2 separate regions of the Macaca mulatta genome follow, and region 2 is linked to region 1. Evidence: chromatin contacts called from public Hi-C data. All regions are on one chromosome and are shown on one strand. The core of a region is the stretch at or near the end of the contact, and the rest is flanking DNA. Distances in the headings are between cores, read along the strand shown. Region 1 holds the start of EFCAB14 (EF-hand calcium binding domain 14). Region 2 holds the start of ATPAF1 (ATP synthase mitochondrial F1 complex assembly factor 1).

Region 1 (6,687 bases), core at 2,717-5,216:
GCCACCACAGCTCTATCCCAGGCAGGGGCCTGGGTGTCGGCACAGGGAGAGGAAGAGAGAGTTTGCATGCCAAGTCATGAAACAGGCCTCTTGCCTGTCTCATATGAGGGTCTACACTCGCCTTGTATCACCAGACCTAAGGGAATACAACATTAAATAGTGAATAATAAACAGCATGACAGATTGAGAGAGACAGCAGAGACAGAAAAGGAACCCTGCATTTGCATTTGCATTTGCATTTGCATTTGCATTTGCATTGGTCCTCATAAATTATGTAGCCAGTCCTGGGTACTATGATTGCCTCCATTTCACTGAGGTGGCAATCATAGTGGACACTGAAGCTCAGAGAGGCTCAGTAGTTTGTCCAGGATCACACAGCTGCCAAGTGGCAATGTTCAGACACAGACTTAGATCCCAGGTAAGAGAGGACTCCAAGATCTTAAAGAGCTTTCAGCCCAGGAATTAGGAGAGCTGGATCCAATTTTTGACCATGACCTCGGCAAGTTTGCCCCTACTCTGTGCCTCAGCTTACCCAAGTGAAAGCACTCTATTGAGTCTTCCAAAGTAGCACAGGGTCTCAAAATTTGACTTTGCCAGTTACATGGGCTGTGATTTTGAGCACAGGGAAATCATCTTTGCCTACCTTCCCCATAGAGTTGCCAGGAGCATTCAACAGACACATACCCACTCTGCATGACACTTCACAGCATATAAAGCACACCCATGCTACTCCCTGCTGCAAATAACATGAAGCAGAAGGCTGGGCTAGGAATATTATCATCCCCATATCACAGACAGAAACTTTGAAGTACCAGAACTCTAAAGTGACTTCCCCAAACTCACTGCATTTCAGGCAAGTTTTGAATAGGTTAACAGGACTCCCCAGGATCATAATATGAACATCCCCAAAGGAGAAGATGGATCACAACCTTGTGAGTCTTGGTGTGGGAGGGCAGCAGGAGCCCCTACTCTGAGAGGGGTGGCTTAATCCCTGGCCTTGACAGTCCCAGGTCTGAGGAAGGAGGCCAGAGAGGTATCCAAGAGCTCCTGAAGGAAAAGAAACACCTGGCCAGTAACTTTCAAAGGGTGACAGTATCCTGTGCGATGTTTACCCAACATAGGAGGGGTGTTATCTACAGATCATAAGCAAACAGGCAGACAGAAGGACCAAGAGGCAGATCCAGCAGAAGCATCCCCCTGTTTGTCAATTCTACTTCTGCAGCCTCCCCACCCATGACCAGCCCACTGACCAGTCCTGGGAGAAATCTCCACCTGCAGAGTGCACAGGTTCTGGCTGACCAGAAGTCCCTGAAGCTGGGGTGGTGTGTCCTCAGCCCTGCCCTACTCCCCTGGGTTCTTCAGTCCCTGGTTCCCTGGGAACCTGTATCATCTACAACAAAGGAGGGCTACCCCATCCTTGGGCCAGCCACCTCTCCTGCCTGGGGCTTCTGATGACCGCAGGATGTGTTTCAGAAATGGTTCTTGAAGTCAAGAGCCTCACCTGTCTATCCCCAGTCCTTCAGGGAAGCACTAGTGAAGAACTCTCCAATAAAATTTTCTGTGGTGGTGGAATTGTACTACTCCTTGCTGCCTGGTAGCCACTTGCCACATATGGCTACTGGACACAGGGGCCAATGATACTGAGGAACTAATTTAAAATTTGTATTTTGTTTTAATCATGTTAAATGGAGATTTAAATTATTATATGTGGCCAGTGGCTACTGTATTGGACAATGCAGCTCTAGAAACAAAAGGGGACAATACACCATGACTTGGGGCTTCAAAAACACTTTCACAGTCATCTCATTGTCCTGTGAAATAGGTGTTTATCCCATTTTACAGAGGAGAACACTGAAGCTCAGAGAAACTAAACGGCTTCCATGCTGATGGAGCCAGGAAGAAGTAGAGACATGACTGAGTCGCAGGTTTCTTGATTTTGATTCCAAAATTGCACTCATACCTCTTTGCAACACTGCCCACTTACGTAGTCATCACATATCTATTGGGTCATTGTTATTTAGGAGCATACTTCTGGGCTAGACACTTAAAAACAAATCAGACACAGGCCCAGGCTTTGCAAGAATCCTTAAACAAAAGCAGTGTACTTGCCACAATAAGAATATAGGCATAAAAATTATCTTAAGTGACTTTCTTCCAAGTAGCTCAAAGCACTTTGCTTTAAATTCCATTTATATCTGATGACTTCCCAATTGATACTTCAGGCCCCAACCTGTGCCCAGAGAACTCTCAATGGGTATACCAAACAGCCTCTATTTGAATATTGAATTGGCTTCTCAAACTTATCCCAAACCTGCTCTTCCCCATCTCAATAAATAACAATTCCCTGCTTCCAGTGTTTCCACCTCCAAACCCTCTCTTCTCTTCACACCTTTCATCTAATCTATCAGCAAAAATTGTCAGTTCTGTCTTCAGGAAGCATCTAGAATGCTCTCCATCTCTGCTACTGCCTCTCTAATCTATCCGCATCATCTCTAGTTGGACTGTAACAAACTGCTCTCCTGTGTTCCTCACTCTCTCCTACTTTTTTCTACAAAGTAGCCAGAGTGATTTTTTTTCTTCTTTTTATTTTTATTTTATTTTATTTTATTTTTTTGACACGGAGTCTCGCTCTGTCACCAGACTGAAGTGCAGTGGCACAATCTCGGCTCCTTGCAACCTCCGCCTCCCGGGGTTCAAGCCAGTTGAACCCCTGCCTCAGCCTCCCAAGTAGCTGGGATTAAAAGCGCACACCACCACGCCCAGCTGATTTTTGTATTTTCAGTAGAGACAAGGTTTCACCATATTGGCCAGGATAGTCTCCATCCCCTGACCTCACGATCTGCCCGCCTCAGCCTCCCAAAATGCTGGGATTATAGGCGTGAGCCACCACGCCCGGCCCAGAGTGATTTTTTTTTAAACGGAAAAGCCAGAGTATGCCACCTCTTAGCTTAAAGCCCCCAGTGCTTTCCCAAAGTCCTTTCAGTGATCCATAAGGCCCTAAAGCTTTGGCCTCTCATGCTTCTCTGACCTCATTTCCTATCACTCTGTTCCTTGCTCTTCTGGTCCAGCCACAACAGGTCTTCCTGGTCACTCCTTCCTGCAAACACTGCACAGCTCACTCCCTCACCTCCTCTGATAATCTCGCTGAATGTTCCCTTTTCACAGAGGCACTCCCCATCACCTGACCGTGTTTCAATTTTCCTAATAACACTTATAACCTCCTGACATTTAACATGCTTGCCTATTGTTGCTCTCCTCCCACTAGAGTATAAATAAACTGCAGGAATAGATTGGCAGATAAGATACAGGATGCTCAGCTAAACTTGCATTTCACATACACAATGAATAATTTTTTAGTATGAGGATGTCCTAGATGTTGCATGGGACGTCTTAACGCTAAAAAATTGTTTGCTGTTTATCTGAAATTCAAACTTTACTGGGTGTCCTACATTTTCATTTGCTAAATCTGGCAACCCTACACAGGAAGACAAGCACCCTGGTTATTTTGTTCATGGCTGTATCCCCAGCGCTAGAACAGCTCCTGACACGTAGTAAGTAAGCTCTCAATAAATATTTATTGACTGAATGAATGTGTTCATTAATCTGAAACGCGCCTAAACTTTTAATAGCCTGTGTGAGAGTCAGAGGGGCGGAGCCTTCAGACTTGGTTAGTCCAGTTCACAACTGGGTGCCTGGGCGGCTGATAAACTTTCCAGGTAGGTCGAGCAGCTGGGTACTTTGCCTGCCCCGCCCGCGCTCCGCAGGATGCAGAACTCCACCCGGCTCAGAGGAGCAGCAGGTCCCGGAAGCCCTCCTGGGGGCGGGGCCACCCTAACCGGAGGGTGGGACCCAGCCCCAGCAGGGGCAGGGCCCCTTTAACACCCCACCTCTCCGCCTCGACTTTCGCCCCGGCGTGACGTCACCCAGGCGGGCGACCAATGGGAGCACGGCTTACTGGCAGGCGGTGCCGGTGGCCGCTGCCAAAGGGGAAGTCATCTGGGGCTGGAGCGATGGCCCGGGTCTGGAGCCCGCGGCCGCCGCCGCCGCCGCCACCAACACCAACAACAAAGTGTCGGGAGCAGCCGCGGCCGAAGCCGGAGCAGGGGCCGGAGTCGCGGCTGGAGTGGGGCCTGCGCGTGTGAGTGGCCGAGAGTTGCCCGTGCCGGAGACCTCAAACTACGGGCGGGAGCGCTTTCTGTCGGCCAAGCCGCCGTAGCCCGCGGCACCGTGTCCCCAAGGCCCAGACAGCGGGGCGGGGGTCTAGCAGGCGCGGGACTGGCTTCTCTCAGGCCGACCCTTCGAGCCGGGATCCGGATCTTCCTCGGCCTCGGGCCTCCTTCACGTTCAGGACGGAGGCCGGAGAACGGTGATCATCACACACCCCAGCCGGCTTCCTGGGCCGGGCATTTTCTCTGCGGCCAAGCAGTGTTGGGATTGTAACTGCTGGGAGCCGCCTCCTGCCGCCACCTGTCCTGCCAGGAAGGGACTGACGCGTTCCCACGTTCTTGCTCTGCACCTCCCCGCTCTCTTCCCATTCAAGAACAAGTTTCTCTTCCCTCTCCGTTGGAAATCCTCCCCCGGAGGTACAAAACACCTATTTTAAGCGTGCCCTTCCTCAGCTCCTGGAGCACTCTTAGAAGTATTGCCTACTTATCCGGGCTGAGAATCCTTCATTTTTGACTTGGCTTTTTTTCGCCCTGTGGAAGATAAAGGCCCCTTTCCACCCTGTACTAACACTCTGCGTCCAAGGCCTTATCCTTTGGGGTCACCAGCTCCTTGGCCATTTCTATGTGATTTCCCCCACCCATCTGAGTTCCAGTTTCCTCTGGGCTCCAATCTCCAGTCCCTGGCGGATCTGGTCAGTCCCACCCCTAGGTGGGAGTGACCAGGGGGCTCTGGCCCAGGATCTCCAACCCTGGAAGGCAGCTCCAAGGCAGGAAGAGAATTGGGCGTCGGGTACGAACCTGGCAGCTCAGGAGTCGGGGCTCCACTTACCCCACACAAAAAGATGAAAAAGCGCAAAGAGCTCAATGCACTGATTGGTTTGGCTGGGGACAGCCGGAGAAAGAAGCCCAAGAAAGGCCCAAGCAGTCACCGCCTGCTTCGCACTGAGCCTCCCGACTCAGACTCTGAGTCCAGCTCCGAAGAGGAAGAGGAATTCGGTGTGGTTGGAAATCGCTCTCGCTTTGCCAAGTGAGTAGTGGTGAAAGGTGGAATGGGAAGAAGGCATCTCCTTGCACTACCAAGGGGCCACATTGACAGGAAGGAGAAAGGAATTCCTTAGGAAGAAAAAAGGGTGTAGACCTTGGAAGTCAAAGAGGGAAAAACGGTTTTAGGGAAAAGGTAAGTTCAGATCCTGAATGAAGAATAAGTTAGAGACCTGTCTTTAGGTGTAGAAAGAAAATCTCCAAATCCGAGGTGGAAATATGGAGTTGGGAGAATGTGCCAAGAGCCCAGGGAGTCCTAAAGAAGCGAAGAATGGAGACAGAGGAGCAGAGAAGCTTTGGAGACTAGACCTTTTGAAACAGTGTAGAACGAAGGAGAAACAGAGACTTTAAGACTGCAAATTATTTCGTTTTTGCACTCTTGATGATTCTGAATATTGGTGATGGGGAAATATGGTGAGAGATATAGTAGGAAGTAGGAGCCTTGAGAGTAGGTGGGGTGAGGGGGCAAAAGAAGAGGCATCATTTTCCCTCGTCATTCATAGGTGTAGAGACCACTAGGCAAATCAAGTAGTAAGATTTGAGAACATTGGGAATGGGGCTCAGGGTGGGAAAGGACCAAAGCGAACTTTAAAAACGCCCTTGGACTCTCTGGGCGCACACTAAAAGAAAAGAGGATTCTGCTGAAGATGTGTAAACAATGGCTAGGCAGAAGGTCAGGATGCTGACATTGAGTGGTTGGTTGGTTTAAAATGTCTTGTTTTGTTAAAGGAAGAGTTTGATTTCTAATGAGCTTTGTCAACTTAGGCTGTTAAGGGCAATCCTGGGTTTGGGTTATGAAGGTCTGATGAAGTGTTACCTTCATCAGAAGATACCTGGAGTAGTTACCCTGCTAGGTTAGTTTAGACCTTGAAAGTTGGTTGATGTTTTGTGTGAAATCTAGCCCCTTCTGTGTTTCCTTACTTCTGAGCCAATAAGCTAGAATACACCAGGTGTCCACTTAAAACTACAGATCCTGTTTCTTTCATTTCTTTTGCAGTAAAACTTGCTCAAAAGTTTATAAAGTTTCAGGAAACTGAAACAAGATTCCCCGGAGTGAGTGAGTATGCATTTGAGAGAGAGAAATCAATAGGGAAATTACAGTGCAGAGATGGAATTGCAGAGAAACATTGATCTTTACACTTTTGTGACCTGAGCTTGTATTCAAAGACCTCTCTCCTGATGATGACAGCTGCAGTGCCTTTACGATCTTCCTTTTACCTGCAGGAGTTCCCTCTGTTTTATGTGACGTTTGAAACTTTTGTACCTAGTAGATGAACCCTTAATAGGTCGTATTATTTATTCATTTAAGTGCTTTACCCTACCTTCCCTGGTTAATTCACTGGTTATTCATTTAGAGGAGATAATTGCATGGCAAAACGTGTACTATTTCTAATGAAGCTATACCCCATAATCACTTCTGTACTCATGGTTGAATTTGTTCTCTTGAGCAGGGGAGACTATTTACGATGCTGCAAGATCT
Region 2 (6,687 bases), core at 2,712-5,211, 49 kb after region 1:
TCCTAAGCCAGGACCCATCCAATCCATCAGACTGAGAAGTTTCACTATGGGCAAGTCCATCAAGAAGTAAAAGTTCACCAGCACTTTGTAAGGCCCAGGCGGGCAGATCACCTGAGGTCAGGAGTTTGAGTCCAGCCTGGCCAACATGGTGAAACCCCATCTCTACTAAAAATTTTTAAAATACCCAGGTGTGGTGGTGCACGCCTGCAGTCCCAGCTACTTGAGAGGCTGAAGCAGGAGAATAACTTGAATCCAGGAGGTGGAGGTTGCAGTGAGCCTTGATTGCACCACTGCACTCCAGCCTGGGCAACAGAGCAAAACTTCATCTCAAAAAAAAAAAAAAAAAAAGTGAAAGTTCATCAGTTGACAGAGCCACCAATGTCCCATCCCACTCCATTCAGCTGTGATGGTCCTGGGCTATTGATAGTATCTTCTCTGGTTGATCAGAGCACGGTCTTTGCCTTAAAAGAATCCTTAGTTTTCTAGAGTAGACTATCTCCTAACTGCTTAGCTCTCTTCCATGCAGCCAGGCACTGTCCCATCCATGCAAAGTGTTTGTCCCCAAGCCCTAAGGCACAAGTCCAGTGACAGGGACTGGAGGAGCACTTACTCCCAGGGAAGCGCAGGTCCTCCTGTTGGGAATCCATATGGTTGAGCTTTGGTACCTGGCCGATGGCTCTGGGGAGAGGGAACTCACCCACCCATCTGCCCAGCCAGTCAGCCTATCTGCCCAGCCAGTCAGAGTCTCCAGAATGCCCAGGCCCTTTGTTCTCTAAAGGAGAGGTCACTGGGTTCTGAGCATTGGGCATTCTAGGGGTAGTGCTTGTGAAGTGGTCCTGGGTTAATGGAAGGAGGGAACATCATCCAGTGGCATTTTTTGGGTGGATTGTCTCTACTACTTCTATCAGAGACTGGTTCACCTATTGAATTGTCTGCCCCTACCCCTTATGGTGAACCCACAGAGCAGACCCCAGGAAAGGGCCATCATCCCTCAGGGATTTACTGATGTTGCTGATCTTTAGGGAACAGTTGATGGGATACCTGTCCCCAGTGAGGAATGTAACAAGGAACACACAGCATTGGGCAGCCCTGTTCTCAAAAAGTACCTAACCAAGTTGCAGGAAAAACCTGCTCAAGGGAACCAAGTGGTCAATACCTCCTTCTTTGGCTCCAACAAACTGTCTTTTATTTAGTTACCTTCCTTCAAGTGCTGACAAGTGTTTCCCAGGCACCAGGCCCTGTGAGGCTCCCCACCATCTGGCCTGCATCTCCTGCTAGCCTTACTTCCCTCCTCATCCTCCACACACCTTTCCCTTCTGCCTAGTCCATACTCCTGAACAGACCCTGCTCATTCACATCTCTGGAGGTGTGCTCATGCTGCTCCTTCACCCAGGAGTGCCCCTGCCTACTTTCCCACCACTGAACACCTACTCATCCTTCAGGACTCAGCTCAGCTCCCCTACTCTGTGACAAACTGCCCAGAATCATATCATCTCCCATTTGAAGGAACTTTGAGAGTTGTCTAGTTCATCTCACACCATCTGGTCCTACCATCAGGACCATGCTTGACTCCTGGGGGTAGATTTTTCCCTACACAGCAACTAATCCCCTTGGACTCAGTACTCACTTGAGTCAGGAACTTGCTCACCACCTCCTGAAGCAGCTTGATGCATTTATGGGCAGCTCAGTTAGAAAGCCCTTCCCTAATTAAGCTTAAGTCAGCCTTCCCAGTAGGTTGCACCACTGCTTGTAGCTCAGCTTCTTGGCACCATTTTAATGACTCCCCTCTTTATAGTCCTCCAGTGTGTGACTTAGGGAACTATTCAGCACAGAATTCTCTCCAGGATCCACTTACCCTTGCTCTCCTCCTATATCACTGGCCCCTACTTATCATTCTCCTTTGCTGGTTTCCCCCTTTTCCCCTGATTGCTAAATATAGGCATGTCTAGGGCTCAGTTCTTAGTGCTCTATCTACATTCATTCCATCAGTTATCTCACCCAGACCCCTGGCTTTAAATATCACTATACACTGACAGCATACAACTGTATCTCTCCAGCCTGGAATGCTCCTCAGAACTTTTAGACTCATACCCAAATACTTGGTTGACATCCCTCCTTGCCAGTCTGTTAAATTATCCCAAACCAGTATGTCCAAAACCAAACTCTGATTATCCATCCTCCAAAGTCTACTTTACCTACAGCCTTCCTCCTCTTCATAAGTAGCATCTCTGTCCTTCGAGTTGTTCAGGCCAAAAACCTGCAAGTCATCCTTGACTCCTTTCATTCTGTCACACCCACACTGACTCCACCAGCAAGATCTGTAGGCTTTTATTTCAAAATACAACCAAAATCTGGCCACTTTTTTCTTTCTCACTTTAGTCCAAGTACCACCATCTCTCACTTAGATTACTGTTCTCCCTGTAGGGTGACCAACATCCTGGTTTGCCCAAGACTGGGGTGGTTCTCAGGACATGGGGCTTTCAATGCTAGAGCCAAGAAAGTCCTAGGCAAACTAGGACAAATTAGTCACCCTTGGGAGAGTTTCCATCCTTGCCTCCACATACCCTAAATTCCACCAGCAGCCAGCATGATCCTTTTAAAAAGGATCATGTTGCTCCGCTGCTTAAAACATATAGTAACTTCCGATCTCATTAGATTTAAAATCAAAGTCCTTAACCAAGGCATGAGCAATCTAACTAACCCTCCCTATACCTTCTTGGTCTCATTTCTACCGCTGTGCCCTCACTCATTCAGACTCAATAACCTCCTCATCAGGGCCTTTGCACTTGCTGTTCCTCTACCTGGAAGGCTCCTCCCCCCGCATTCCCACATTACCTTCAGGTCTCTGCTCAAGTGCCCCCTTATCTCACTCTCTCTTAGCCTGCTGTTTTTCAGCACAGCATGTAGCATCACCTAACATTATATGTTTATTTATTGTCTGTTTCACTCCTCCAGAATGTAAGCTCAATGAATTAATATAAACAAGGATCTAAGAACTTCAGATAATGATAACTGCTATAAAGAGAATGAAACAGAGCAATGGGATAAAGACTATAAAGAGATGGGGGTTTTGTCATTTAGGTCCCTTGAAGGTGCTTACATGTGAACTGAGCCCTTAGATGATGAGGAGGCAGCCACATGCAAATCCACAGAGAAAACAGTAAGTGTGAGGAGTGTGAGCCAGGTATGGGCTGGCATACTTGAAGGACTTACTCATCTTCCATTACACTGTTCGTCGCACAGGGCAGGGCTCAGGGCTGATCTCCATGAGCATAGGTTGGATTGAGCAGAGTTGAAGGCTCTGCCCTTGTCCCAGGAAGGGTTTCAATCCGACAAAACCCAGACAAGAAGGACCTGATGATGAGTACTGTCCCAGAGAGCCCACTCCAGGACTGGCCCCGTTCTGTGAGCAGGTGGGACACAGAGATGTTGATGTCACTATCCCTGACCCCAGGACCTCGCACCTGGTTCACACGGTAAGGAAGATTGTGGCATTTGGGTTGAGAGAATGGAAAGAGAGAGGATTCCAGGGGTCAAAAAGGGCCTGAATAAGGACTCTTCAAGGAGTAATCCTGGTGTTTCTTTGGGAGAGAATAGGTCAGTGTGGCTGGAGTTCAAGGAGGATGTCAGGAAGCAGAGGAAAAGGAGGCTTAAGAGGCAGCTGTCATCTTGAAAAGAGCTCAGCTCTCGGGTAGAACTTGAACAAGTCACATAATTACTCTCGGCCTCGGTTTCCTGATTTGTTAGATGAAGATAATACCTGCCACACAGAGTATGAAGCCGATCAGTGTCCTGCACATAGCAACCTCAGTAAAGAGAAGCTTGCTGCTGTGATTACAGTTGGTTAAGGACCTTCGATGCTGAAGGACGGACTACTACAGCGAGTACCGGGCACTACAGCAAGTGCCAGGGGCAAGCACCGCCAGGACCCGGAGGTCCGCTGGCTTTAGAGAGCGGACTTGGCGCGCAGAGGCTGCTGGTCCCAGAGGGAGGAAGGGCGTTGAATTTGGGCAGCCTCCCTGCAGGAGGCGGGCCGTGGCTTACACAGGGCGGCGAGAGCGCGCAGTGCCGGGGCCAGAGCGGCGCGCCCCCTCCTTCCCGCCCCGCCTAGCCGCTCTCCTGCGCCCGGAACGTTGGGCGCGCGGAACCTCGGTGCCGGAGCGCGGGCGCGGCGCACTCGGAGCGGGATGGAGCGGGCGCGCGGGCCGCGGGCCGAGGCCGACGCGCCTGAGGAGGAGGAGGCGGGGGCGGCCATGGCTGCTGTGGTGGTGGCGGCTGCAGGTGGCGCGGGACCGGCGGTCCTGCAGGTGGCCGGTCTCTACCGGGGCCTGTGCGCGGTGCGCAGCCGCGCCCTGGGCCTGGGGCTTGTGTCACCCGCGCAGCTGCGCGTGTTCCCAGTGCGCCGCGGCTCCGGCCGGCCCGAGCGGGGCGCCGACTGCAGCGGGGTCGGGGCCGAGGCCGAGCTCCAGGCCAACCCTTTCTACGACCGCTACCGCGACAAGATCCAGCAGCTGCGCAGGTGCGGGCCCCGGCTGGCTGGAGCGGGCAGGAGGCGGGAGGAGGGGCGGCCCGGGCTGCTGGGCCTTAGGACAGCCCTGTGAGGTGGGCACTGGTACTGTCCCCACTCTTCAGATGATGTAGCCAGGCTCCACGTGGCTAGGTCACTTGCCCAAGATCACACAGCTAGTTGGTGTCAGAGCTGGGAGTCTGCAAAGCCCTGGCTTTGTCTGTGTTTTGGTTCTCCAAACGCTAAGGTAGACTCTTATGACAGCCCTGAGGCAGGCAGCTCAGACACCTGTCCTCATTATAGAAATGGGAAAACGCCTTCTAGAGAAGGGACTTGACTTGCTCAAGGTCACATATTAAGACAGCTGAGGCCCTTGTCTGCAAGGAAAGGCGATTGGGGATAGGAGGAGGGCATCAAAGACTAGTAGTGTCACAGTCGGATCACCCATTGAACCCTCTTAAGATAAGGGGACTGAGGATCAGCGAGAGTAGGAGACTTGCCAAAGGTCACACAGCTCTTTGGGATTTGTCTGACTCTGAGTCCAGGGTCCCTAACACCACCCCTTAGCTTCCAGAGGGAAGGCCCTGGAGCTTAGAGGGGCTTGAGGTGCATGTGAGGGGCTATAGGAGAGTCTGAAGAGTTCAAGCGGGAAGAGCTAAAGGAGAACAGAGGTGAAAATTAAAGGGGCTTGGGAGAGAATTTAGCAGGGTAAGAAGGAAACCAAAGAGTTATGAAAGGAAACCAAAGAGTACGGTAAATTCTTTGAGTTCTGTCCCGTCTCTACTTCCACTGCCTTAATTTACTCCATCATCGTCACTTGGGCTGTTGCCATTATCCTCTAGTGTTCCCTACTTCCATTCCTGGACCCCTTTACCCCAGTTCCTCTCACTGCTACTATAGTGATCTTTCTTGCCATTTGAAACAGTTATGCAGTAAATGAATGAGTATTCTTGCTCTCCTTCCAGCAGCATTGAGATAGTCTCAAGTATTTGTCATCTTAAAAACCTTTCCTTGATGTACATTCCCCAACGAGCTTCTCTCATTGATCTGTATTTGATCTCTTTTACACACAAGCATCTCTGAAGAGTTGTCTACTCATACTTTGAATACTTTATCAGCATCCATTCATTCTTACCCACTCATGAACAAATGAATAACTGGTTTTGCCCTCCTTTCCTACTGGATCATTCCCATCAACATTCCCATATACATACTGTTATCCCCCACTGACCTCTAAATAACATCCAAACTCCTTAATGTTCCACACAAGTTCCTCGCACCCTAGTCCCTGCCAGTCTCTCTCTAGCTTTATCTATTAGCAAACTTCCTTTGAAAAAAAATGGAGAGGAGGGGATGTTCCAGGTAAGGGGAGCAGCAGCATAAACAAAGGTACAGAGGCATGAACCCACCTTAACATTTGGGGATGTTTGAGCAAATTTTCATCATAATACCTGTTGCACTTTAATTTGTTTACTTTTATGCCTGTCTCTCCCACTAGATAGTGAGCTCCTTGAGGTAGGGAGTCTGACTTATTTATTTCTATATCCTCAGATCCCAGCAAGAGCTTCACTGCCCAGGCTGTGCCTTGCCCTCTTTACCTCTTCACTATGGCAGGCCCAGTTGCAGCTGTGGCCACTAGCAGGGTTGACCCTGGTCCTGGTACAGCCCCCAGGGCTGCTTGCAGCTCTGGCCAGGCAGGTGCCATGCCCTACTAAGCAGAAACCCCTGGTGTGGCTCTTTATTGAGGAGGAGCTGGCCCACTACAGAGAGAAGAGAAACAGCCCATCTACATGACAGTGAAGGCAGTGGTGTTTTATGTCACCTCCAGAAAGGAATTTTATGGAAGAAGGGGCCACCTATAATGCCTTGACCAGGAAAGTCCACCAGAGGGATAGCCAAGATGTCCCTGGGTCCTACAGACCTCACCTATGAAACTCTGGGTCTCATGGCCAAAGAGCTGGAATCCCTGAATGATATCTTCACCACAGTGTACAAAACCAAATATCCCATGGTTAGCTACACAGCCTGAAGAATTCTTAATAGGGACAGCACCCCAGCCTGCATTTCAAACCTGAAGACCACCTCCATTTTGACATAAAGAATGTGTTCTGATGTTTCACCTCCAAGAGCAGCTTCTTTGGAGGGTGGGTCAGGGAGACACTAAGATGCTAAATCTTCTG

What was found. A called contact is a pair of places that touch in the nucleus more often than the background predicts.
Region 2: a contact with region 1 is called in a Hi-C map of liver, with 2.1 times the contacts expected there. The contact joins the promoter of ATPAF1 here to the promoter of EFCAB14 in region 1. A contact is called at or near these places in 2 of 14 Hi-C or Micro-C datasets (cortical neurons and liver).

Annotation. Positions count from the first base shown.
Region 1 is chr1:193,870,454-193,877,140 of T2T-MMU8v2.0, forward strand. EFCAB14 (EF-hand calcium binding domain 14) reads left to right here and starts at 3,967. Exons shown (of 10, transcript XM_015138873.3): 1 at 3,967-5,193; 2 at 6,659-6,687. The coding sequence starts at 5,009.
Region 2 is chr1:193,919,448-193,926,134 of T2T-MMU8v2.0, forward strand. It overlaps ATPAF1 (ATP synthase mitochondrial F1 complex assembly factor 1), which reads left to right and starts at 3,962. Exons shown (of 12, transcript XR_013402370.1): 1 at 3,962-4,519. TEX38 (testis expressed 38) reads right to left here and starts at 4,114. Exons shown (of 2, transcript XM_028834133.2): 1 at 2,196-4,114. The coding sequence starts at 2,226.